3 separate regions of the Mus musculus genome follow, and all the other regions are linked to region 2. A link is a contact called in public HiChIP or PLAC-seq and promoter capture Hi-C data. All regions are on one chromosome and are shown on one strand. The core of a region is the stretch at or near the end of the contact, and the rest is flanking DNA. Distances in the headings are between cores, read along the strand shown. Region 1 overlaps Greb1 (gene regulated by estrogen in breast cancer protein). Region 2 holds the start of Pqlc3 (PQ loop repeat containing). Region 3 overlaps Nol10 (nucleolar protein 10).

Region 1 (3,462 bases), core at 248-2,747, 260 kb after region 2:
CCATGCATTTGGGTTTGTTTGTTTTTGTTTTTTGTTTTTTGAGACAGGGCTTTTTTGTGTAGCTCTGGATGTCTTGGAACTTGCCTTGTAGACCAAGCTGGTCTCAAATTCACAGAGATCCTCCTGCCTCTGCTTCCTGAGCACTGGGATTAAAGGTGGGCCCCTCCTTTGCCACCTGCTTACCATGATGCATTTGTATCTTGGAGCCTCTGTGTTAAGTGGAAGAAGCCGTTGGCAGAAGGCTTCCTGGCCAATGCTTCCATACGTGCAGTAGACAGACCAAGGAAAATCTGCAGTGACAGAGAGCAAGCTTGTTGCAGGGCTGGGGGGTGACAGCTCTGACACTTCTTTCTGGGGATGATGGACATCCAGACTGGTCATGTCACAGTTGCACAACATGGAGAGTACAGTACAAACCAATGAGTTGTCTACTTTGGTGTGTGAGTTAGTTTGAAGTTACCACAGATAAAGCAAGGCCGATTGTCTTGGGGGGCTGGAAGTATCAGTGGTTTCCTCTTCTTTTCAGAGGTTCTGGGATTGTTCTGCATTACTCCTTATGATAAAGATGTTCAATAAGCTAACATACAGTCATATCAGTGGTTCTCAACCGTCCCAGTGCCGAGACCCTTTAATACAGCTCCTCATATTGTGATGATCCACAACCATAAAATTAGCTCCAGTGCTATTTTGTAACTGTAATTTTGCTACTCTTATGAGTTGTAATGTAAATGTGCAGTTTTTTTTTCTGATGGTCTTAGGCAACCTATAGGGTTTGGACCCCATAGGGGTTGTGACCCACAGGTTGAAAACCCTTTGGACTTTAAAGGGAGAATTTTAACAGCCAGCCTTTTACCAGAAACAGCAGAGATAGAGTCTGCTGATCCTGCCTTTAGGGGTGTGTGTGTGTGTGTGTGTGTGTGTGTGTGTTTGTGTGTGTGTGTGTGTGTGTGTGTGTGTGTGCACATGCATGTCTCCTGTAATCCTAAAACCTGGGCTCATGCTCTCACGTTATCACAGATATGAGTAGCCATTTCTGGCAAAAGTTAATCTCATTTGCCTGGGGACCCTTGGAGGCAGGATCCTATCTCTGGGGGAAATCAGGAAAGCCTAAACTCTTCTTTGTGGGATACGCTAAGAGGCAGTGGGCTCTCTGAGTGTGGACTCAGTGGGGGTTGTTACTTATATAACTTCCTGTAATTGCCTGGCAGGAGCTGTGGAGAGCCGCCCTCTCCTGTCTGGTGCTGAGCAGAGGCTGCAACCCGTCCCCTCTTGCTGCTGCTGCTGCTGCTGCTGCTGCTGCTGCTGCTGCTGCTGCTGCTGCTTGCCTCTTTGTCGGGCTTTGTGAGGAGTCAGCCCTTCTAGGCAGAACTGAAATGTCATTTTAACCAGAAGACTCTGTCTTCTTTGTGCTCCGGAGATGGGCAATTCCTATGCTGGCCAGCTAAAGAGCACACGGTTTGAAGAGGTCCTCCACAACTCCATCGAGGCTTCCTTACGCTCCAACACCCTGGTGCCCCGGCCCATTTTCTCGCAGCTGTATCTGGAGGCTGAGCAGCAGCTGTCATCGTTAGAAGGTAAGAATCATACATTTCTTATGTTGGTGTGTGTGCAGTTTTTATTACGTGTGGCTACCGTTAACGACAGCCCTATTCAGAAGATCTAGAGTCTAGTGAAAAAGAATGAAAGTTGCACACAGATATTTTTATTTGTTTAAAGGTAAGTTTCAGGCTAAAAAATACAAAGAAGAAAAATCTTGGACTCATAAGAGACAGGGAGAACACTGTATGCTGGGCTCCCCCAAAAGCATTATTTATATCTGATGAGATAGTTTGTTGGTAAGGGATTTTAATACGTCTGGCCCTCAGCTCTGTATTTCCTTTCTTTTCCTCTTGCGATTCATGTTCTTATCTTTGTAAAAATCATTTAGAGGTTATGTCTCTGTGTGGTAACAGGTGTAAGAGTCTCACAAAAGCTTAAAAGAAATTAACAGAAAACCTTTTTGAATTTTACATGTACCAAGACTTAAGTTAATAAATGATCTGTAAGTATGTGGAGGACTTGAGAATTCCCCTTATCTGGAAGGTAAACTGTGTTTTCATGTCACGTAAGTAAGCCTGAAGCAATCCACAGGATGAACGGCTACTAGTCTAGAATTATTTATTTATATGTAAGTTTATGCTCTTTGCTTGAAATTACACAGAAATGTAAATAGTTTTTGAAGTAGAAAAGGTCATGGTTTTAAAGTGGAAAAAAATCATTAAAAAGGAAAGAAAAATGTCTGTCAAGTTTGTACTATGTTGGGCTTTAGGGCACAGTGTGTGGCTTGCCTGTCTTGAAGAAACTCTGTGCTGAGCAGGCCCATGGATGCCTGAAATCTCTTATTTTTCTGAGAGGGCAAACAGAGCCTCCTTGCAAATGGCACAGATAAAGATCTAAGACCCCAACCTGGGTCTAAGTCTAAGAGATTGTAGCTTGTGACCGGTGCTGTCAGGACAACATGGAATTCTCTGATAGTCATTAAGAGAGTCCTCATGTTTTCTGGCATAGGAAGTGTCTGACCTCACAGGGCATAGAGAAGTCCTTGGATATTATTTAATTGATCCCATTTTTGATCAGGTGAAAGGTTTCTGTGAAATACAATTTCCAGGGACCTCCTTAACTACTTACGGAGTTGACAAGTCTTGCTGGTGTCAAATTGAGAGCAGCAATCATGCTGGTGATAATTTAGAATACTCCAACAGTGCCCTAAAATCTACAGTCCATCCGTTCACCTGCTATTGCTGAGGCCCAAGGTGACTTGGAGATTCTGAGGGGTCGCAGAATTGCTAGCTGGCTGCTCACAGGGGAACAGAGAGCAGCAGAAAGCCTGTGGGGGCTCCCAGTTACCTTCTCTTGAAGCTGAAGATCTCCCTAGGTGGCCGACTGGCCCCCTCTATTAGGATCTCTTCTTTGTTCAGAGTGTGGCATTTTCTAGGGACACTTCCCAGCCCCCACCCTGACTCTGCTAGAACCTAGGAGTTCCTACTTGCTTGTTAATGCTCTGCCACTGAGCTTCATCCCAGCCCCCAGGGACAGAGCTGAGACTTATGAGTTTGATTTCTCGGGTGCCGAGTGTCCCAAGCTCCTTGCCAGATGTCAGTGGGATTGCTGAGCCTTTGAGTGTGGGTGATGACTTGACCCAGCCCCTCTGCGCTTTTCCTTTCTCTGCAGTGAATAGCCTGGAACCATCCCCTGGGATCTTGTTTATCCAGTTGCAAAAGTCAGCCTGAAAATTCAGTGGAAGATGGCGACCTTTGGGTTTGTTAAATGCCACCATAAACCAAATACTAAGCTTGGGCCATATCTTCTGCATCATAAACTTTGGAGCAGACAGGCATTTTTTGGGGGGGCCCCGTCTTGTTTTGTCTGTCTGTCTCTTGTCAGGGTCTCTTATCTGATGGCTGGCCTTCCTCAGACAATACT
Region 2 (3,404 bases), core at 220-2,719:
CAGAGGTGCCAACTCTCCCCAGGTAGGGCTCCAATAGCCCAAAGAATCAATCCCATCATGTGCAGCTTTGGTCGACAATGCATCTATTGGGATTGTTAACTGGACTGCAAGTGATACAGGCACTGCACCACCCAGCATGGGTGATGACTCAGGAAAGAAAACTGCATCACTGACTGCAGTCAGGTTGTCAGCCTCCCTCCCCCTCCCCCAAAGCTACTGTTTACAGTTTATAAGCACTACAGGAGAGGGACCTCATGACACTCCCACTACACTCACCTTCCAAGGGTGTGCTATGGGCCCTGAGCTCTCCAGCCAGCGATCAGTTGCCCTCATATGAGAGAGAGCATGGACCCAACCGAGGGGAAACAGCAGCAACATCCCCTATCAATAGTCATCTACCAACTCCTTTGAGGACCTGAATTAGATCCCCAGAATCCACCTTAAAAAGGGAAAGTGGGGGGGGGGCGGTACACAGTCCTGGAGGAATGACACTTGAGGTTGTCCATTTGTTTACACAAGCACTCAATCACAGACTCGCACACATGCCAACAACAACAAAACCTAATAAAAATAAAAAGAGGAGGGAAGGTTGGAAAGAGTGGGCTCTCAGAGGGTACGATGGAACAAGCTTGTAATCCCAGCATTTGCCAAAAGAAGGTAGGAAAAAGCCAACATGGGTCGCGTGATCCTGTCTCAAACCACAAGGTCAACGGCCTGGTGCAGTGGCACACACTAGAAATCTTAGCACTTGGAAAGCGGAAGCAGGTGGATCCGAGGTTGAAGGCTGGCTTAGGCCACACACACACACACACACACACACACACACACACACACACACACACACACAGAGGGAGAGAGAAAGAGAGAGGGAGAGAGAGAGAGTTAGTTAGTTAGTTAGTTAGTTAGTTAGTTAGTTAGTTCAAGGCCAATTTGCATGAGAAAACAGGAAAATGAGCCTATGGGTGAATGTCCTGGTGTGTGTGTGTGTGTCCTGGTGTGTGTGTGTGTGTGTGTGTGTGTGTGTGTGTGTGTGTGTGTGTGTGTGTGTGTGTGTGTGTGTGTGTGTGTGTAGGCCCTGGGCCCACCTAACCCCGGAGAAGGCTAGTCTGTTCGGGCGTTTCCACTCTGCGAGGAGGAGCACCCTTGGGTGGAACCCGGAAAGTGAATCAGCAGTTGGCAGTGCCTGACAGGGCAGGGCAGAACCACCGCCCTGGGGTCTGGAAGGACCGGGAGCAGAGCAGACTCCAGGCAGTGCGCACACAGGGCAGGACAGAACCACCGCCCTGGAGTCTGGAAGGACCGGGAGCACAGCAGACACAGGGCAGGGAGCATCCCGAGCCAAGCCAACTCCGAGCTGGGTGCGCTAGGAGCGGAGCAGACTGGGGCGGGGTGCGCTCCGAGCGGAGCAGACTCTGGGCGGGGCGCACGGGCGCGGAACAGACTAAAGGGGTAGGGAGCATCTTGAGTGGAGCAGACTCGGGGCGGAGCGCACTTGCTGCACAGCAGCTCGGGGCGTGATCAGGGCGGGACCCGGCCGGCGGCAAGGCGGAAGGACTTTTTGGACTTTGAGCCTCCGGTTCTCACCTATAAGATCCTGAACCCCCCTGGCCCGGCACGTCCGAGATTGCAGAATGGAGGCCGGACTGCTATGGTTCTGCAACTGGAGCACGCTGGGCGTCTGCGCCGCACTCAAGCTGCCGCAGATTTACGCGCAGCTGGCGGCGCGCAGCGCGCGGGGCATCAGCCTCCCTAGTTTACTTTTGGAGCTGGCGGGGTAAGGTCCCGGGAGGCCTGCGAGGAATTGGGAGTCCGGGAAACCAAGGGTTAACTCGGGGGCTCGGGGCTAGGAGGTGCTTACCCGGGGCGCTCCCACCCACCTCCCCTGCTTCTTCCCAAATTCCACGATTTGCCTGAGCATGCCCATTTTACAAATTCAGCGAAGATGGGGAACTTGAGTAGACGTTTGAAAATTGAGCTGGGGTCCAACGGGTAGGGATGGCCTGTGACTGCTGCAGGAGCCAAGTTCTCAATAGCCTTGGCTATGTAGTAGAGTAAGGGGCAAAGTTGTAAAACTTTGGTTGGAAAAAGCAAACGGAAAACACACCCCTAAGTCCTGTGATCTTGCACCAGGCTGAGCCCTCTCGGTTTGACACTAGCCTCACCCCACGGTCACCCATTGGTCCTGTGTCCATTCAGTGGGGCGCGCCCATCTATAGAGTTGGGGAAGGGGTGCGGTGCTTCAAGGTGTACCTTTCCAGGGACGCTTGATGGTAGGCGGGGCTCTGAAGGGTCTCTGGCCCGTAAGGCTGCACAGTACAAGAGTATGTGAATTTCAGAGAAGGGAGAAGGCTGTCAGGGTGAGAGGTAAGGCAACAGACAGACTGGAGGATGCAAAAGTGACAGTCTGGCTGTGGCAGAGGATGCGGGTGTGAAGTCAGGAGAGCTATTTGACCTCTGGTTTGCTAAATTCTTCATAGGCATCTGAAGCTGAGGCTTCAGGATGCAGGACTGAATAGAAAGCTCAGGGATGCCTACAGAGTGCCAGCCCAACGTCTCCTATTCTGCTTGTAGCTAACTCTTTGCTGCCTGGCTTTAAATTCGTAAACTCAACCAGAGATGGTCTCAAATCCAACAGCTGACTCCAGTAGAAAACAGCTCTGGCCATGGAATGTTCCCCGGGATCTGGAAGGGTCTTGCAGTAGGTCGTGCTGTAAATAGCAGGCTCTTTCTGGAACTCCCAAAGGCCTCCCTTTCTCCCTTTGAGGCAGTAGGTGGGCTTAGCAGGGTTAAGACCAGTTCTGTGGCCAGAAGGCACGAATATGATCCACCATTGAAATCTACTAGTTATTTATCCCTACTTCCGCCAGACTACAATGGTTCCTAGTTCCTGAGAACTTTCTGAAGGTCCTTCTGGGGCCCCTACAGGCAAATCCTCAAGCAGCTTTATTGGTAAAGTTGTTTTAATCCAGAGGCAGGAACAATAGGGATAGGACGGCAATCTACCTGGATCCTGTCGGTCTACATTCTGACTCCTCCTTCCCTTCTTTAGCTCCCTTCCCCCTCCTTCTCCCTCCATGAGTAGGGTGGTCACTACAATTCTGCTTCCCTCCTGGGCCTTGCTTGCCTGTCTGCCTGCCCCTCACCAGCCAGATGGTCTCTGAGGCATCAGGAAGACACTAAAGGACACCACTGTCAAACCAGCTTTCATACACCAGAGGCGATTCCTTGGGGGCATAGGCCCTCCTCTGATTTCAAGCTCAAACTCTAAAATCATGACTTGAGGGAACTGGATCTTGGCCAGAGCCTACTTTAATGACACCAGAGACTCCATGCCTGGCTGATGATTGCTTTAGAGAAACCTGAAAAACAGAGTTACTTATGCACCATCCCCAGGGCACAGGGGT
Region 3 (3,368 bases), core at 447-2,946, 360 kb before region 2:
CTCGACCCTGAACAGAGGAAAAAAACATTTTAAGTAAAAGTGTAACTAGAAAACTTTTGAACATTTACCAGCATGCAGAATCAAAGCTCAGCTTTTAACCTGTAACCCCGGCAGGCAGTGTCGGGTATTTCACCACAAGGTGATTTACTTCATAATTAAGAAAAATGAAGAAGTCCCAACTAGACACATGACCCTTGAGTTGGCTCCACGGGAAGAAGACATTTATATTTTATGAAAAAGGTCTTTATGGCTTTGTTTGAATAAGAACCTCACTGTCATCCAGGCTACCGTTGACTTCCAGGGCTCAAGTGATCCTCCTCCGTTAGTCTCCGGAGTAGTTAAGATCATTGGATAGGTCTTTTCTTTAATCTGGATTACTTTTTACTTTTTTAGCTTTGGGAGGTTGTTTGTTTGTAGACAGGGTTTCTCTGTGTGGCCCTGGCTATCCTGGAACTCAATTCTGTACAGCAGGCTGGCCTCCAACTCAAGAGATCCGCCTGCCTCTGCCTCCCAAATTGGGATTAAAGGCGTGCTTCACCACGCCTACCTTATTTTTTGGCTTTTTGAGACAAAGACTTTTATAGCCAAGATCAGCTTGCACTCACTGTATAGACAAGGCTAGCCTTCAGCTTCTAATTCTCTAATATCTACTACCAAGAGTTGGGGTATGGTCTACCATCCTCAGCTTGAGTCCTTGTTTTTAAAAATTGTATTTCAAATATTTAGGCATGAAGTGTCTTAATGTTCATAATTTACTTTCAAATGGCTTAGAAAACCTCTTAGAAAATGACATGTTTATTTTAAAAAGGAATGTGTGGGACGCTATCACTGAACTGTTTTCAACATGTCTAAAGGTGTAATTTTCTTAAATACATTAAAAGCTAAAGATTGATTAATTAATTGGTTTGACTGACTATCTGATTGTCTCACGAATTTAGACACCACTAGGGACCAAACCTAGGTCCCACAATGTTAGGCAGGTCTCTATTTTTAATTGGATATATTTGTATGTCTCTATATAGGTATGAGTCTGTGGGTGCATGTGCCCAAAGGGCAAGATGATCTCAGATCCCCAGAGCTCAAGTCATAGGCTGTTGTGAGCTGCTCTACCTGGGTGGTGGACACCAAATTCAGGTGCTCTATAAGAGCAACAGTACACTTGTAACTGCTGAGTCATCTCTCCAGACCCCAGAAAATCTTTTTTGAAATGAAAAACAGTTCAGTGGGTAAGGGGACTTGCTGCCAAGCCTGACAACCTGAGTTCAATGACTCACACAGAAGAACGGAACCAACTACAGTAAGTTGTCTTCTTATCTCTATATAAGCACAGTGGCAAGTGTGGAATGCACACAAACTGAAACTGTCAACAAATGAAACACATTTGTTTCAGTGTGAACACGCACTAACCTCTATTGTTCCTGTGGCGAACAAGCCATGCACTGCATTTATGTCACAAACATTGTTCTCCCTAAACAGCAACACAAACACAGGAGAAAGTATTAGGGAGCATCTAGCTCAGGGGAAGAGAGAGGCACTCAATGAACGCTCTAAGTCTGTAGGCATCCAAAGCCTGTGGACAGAAATATGCAGATGCTCATCCACAAAGGAAATGCACCGAGGCACGGGTGAGTAACGGCATGGCTCACAGTCACCAGAGCCCCAATACCCAGGGGGACACTACCTGCTAGATGCCAGACAAGAGAGGCCCTCCTTCTGAAATACTATCCCACCATGAGAAGAAAGGTCCTTCTATTTTCTTCCAAGGCAAGGCAGCATTCTTAAGGACACAGGCCATCACTATGGCAACCTCAAGACCTGAATGTGCAAACAAAGCCTCATTTTCTTACTCGCTGGAGTGAATTTTGACCTTCCTCAATGGGTTACTGTGAGGATTAAATCACAGAACAAAATGCTCCAGTCCAGAGTATAAAGGATATGTAATAAATAACAGAGGTTATGAACAGGAAATTAAGCAGCTGATGAGCAGGTAATTTTTCATTACATAATAATGTATTTCTTAAAAGTTTAAGTTCTTGTATAAGAAGACTTGTAATTTAATCCCAGCACTCAGGAGGCAGAACTGGGTGGAAATTACAAGTTTTTAAACAAAAGTATTTTAAACCAGGGGAAGAACCAAAGCATTTTTCCAGCTCAGGATTTTTACCACTCCATGTTCTTTCAGAAAGCTCTCGTAGAGATAAGGCACAGGTAGTAAGCTCTGCATGTACAGATGGGCAGCAGTCCCGCTTCCACACCTGCCTAGCTGCAGGGCCCTGGGCAAGCCGCCTACCCCAGTGCAGCTGCCCTCTGTGAACGGAGACAGGGCGGGCCCTACCAGACCCTGCTGTCACTGTTAGCTGATACAGATAGAGGGCTGCACGGCACTCGGCATGGGGAGTGCATCCACTCTTCTGCACATCTGCTACTCGTCATTATAAGGAGGTAGACGGTAGGGTCACTCCTGAAGAATGTCTTTTTGAATAAAAGTATAACTGAGCATGGTGGCAATGTCTGTCATCTTAGCTCTGTGGAGAGGGAGACAGGAGGACTGCCACAAGATGGAGGCCAGCTTGGTCTCTATTAAATGCCAGACCACACAGGGTACATGGAAACACTGTCTCAAAAGGAACAGAAAGCAAAATAAATGCAAAAGAGTAAGTATAGAACAATAAAATTACCAAAAAACTTTTTTAAAGGAAAAGGTAGCTTAGAATATGTAGCAAAAGAAAAAAAAACAAAAAACAACTAAAAATTTAAATGTCTACTAATCAAGAATAAAATTTTAAAGATTTCCACAAATTGAGTGTGACAGTGCGTAACTTTAAGCCCAGCAGCTGGGAGGGAAGCTCAGACAGATCTCTTGGCATTCAAGACTAAGCTAGTCTACATAGTGAATTATATAGGACAGCCAGAGCTATAAGGTAACAAACCCTGTCTTAAAAAAGGAATTCACAAAAAAAGAGTAACACAAAACAAATCATTGATGAAAACTTAGTAATAAAAGTAAAAATAATAAACTGAGTTTTTAAAAGTTGGGTAGAAGTTTTGTTGTTGCAGTTTTAAGACAGGGTCTCTGTATAAAATCCTGGCTGGCCTGGTCTCTCTCTATAGCCCCAGCTGGCCTGAAACTTGCTATGTAGACCAGGTTGGTCTTGAACTCAAGAGATCCACCCAGTTCTGCCTCCTTTGTGCTAGGATTAAATTACAAGTCTTTTTATATAAGAACTTAAACTTTTAAGAAATCATAGGGTCAGGTGGTAGTGGTCTTGGGAAAAGGAAAGAAACGGACCACCACCTTCAGTTCTGATTAAGAGCAGTTAATGATGTTCTTTTAAATGATGGCCCAGGATGCTGGTTTAATGCAACTA

The links. Promoter capture Hi-C pulls out the DNA fragments that hold promoters and counts their contacts. HiChIP or PLAC-seq counts read pairs in DNA pulled down with a chosen protein or histone mark.
Region 1: a promoter capture Hi-C map of cranial neural crest shows a contact between it and region 2. The contact joins the enhancer-like site here to the promoter of Pqlc3 in region 2. A contact is called at or near these places in 13 of 39 promoter capture datasets (the 3T3-L1 cell line, the C10 cell line, cranial neural crest and 8 more), 1 of 15 datasets of contacts at CTCF or cohesin (the NIH/3T3 cell line), 7 of 484 Hi-C or Micro-C datasets (cortical neurons, embryonic stem cells, nephron progenitors and 2 more), 3 of 115 datasets of contacts at active chromatin or transcription factors (embryonic stem cells, neural tube and stem cell-derived neural progenitor cells) and 2 of 9 other capture datasets (embryonic stem cells and pancreatic islet).
Region 3: an H3K4me3 HiChIP or PLAC-seq map of stem cell-derived neural progenitor cells shows a contact between it and region 2, with 14 read pairs. The contact joins the enhancer-like site here to the promoter of Pqlc3 in region 2. A contact is called at or near these places in 3 of 39 promoter capture datasets (the 3T3-L1 cell line and cranial neural crest), 4 of 484 Hi-C or Micro-C datasets (adipose-derived mesenchymal stem cells, cortical neurons and myocytes), 3 of 115 datasets of contacts at active chromatin or transcription factors (bone marrow-derived macrophages, memory CD8 T cells and stem cell-derived neural progenitor cells) and 1 of 9 other capture datasets (embryonic stem cells).

What each region holds. Positions count from the first base shown.
Region 1 is chr12:16,738,001-16,741,462 of GRCm38.p6, reverse strand. It overlaps Greb1 (gene regulated by estrogen in breast cancer protein), which reads left to right. Exons shown (of 35, transcript NM_015764.4): 4 at 1,209-1,574. The coding sequence starts at 1,418. Among named protein-coding and RNA genes, the nearest start is that of Greb1, 61 kb to the left of the region's middle. Within about 2 kb of position 1,497, at least 14 of the 459 cell types and tissues checked have an H3K27ac peak or open chromatin away from gene starts, as enhancers often do.
Region 2 is chr12:16,998,183-17,001,586 of GRCm38.p6, reverse strand. Pqlc3 (PQ loop repeat containing) reads left to right here and starts at 1,469. Exons shown (of 7, transcript NM_172574.2): 1 at 1,469-1,774. The coding sequence starts at 1,632.
Region 3 is chr12:17,359,234-17,362,601 of GRCm38.p6, reverse strand. It overlaps Nol10 (nucleolar protein 10), which reads right to left. Exons shown (of 21, transcript NM_001008421.1): 8 at 1,408-1,468; 9 at 1-7. Among named protein-coding and RNA genes, the nearest start is that of Mir3066, 5.5 kb to the right of the region's middle. Within about 2 kb of position 1,696, at least 25 of the 459 cell types and tissues checked have an H3K27ac peak or open chromatin away from gene starts, as enhancers often do. A contact at or near this core is called in stem cell-derived neural progenitor cells, where this site is marked.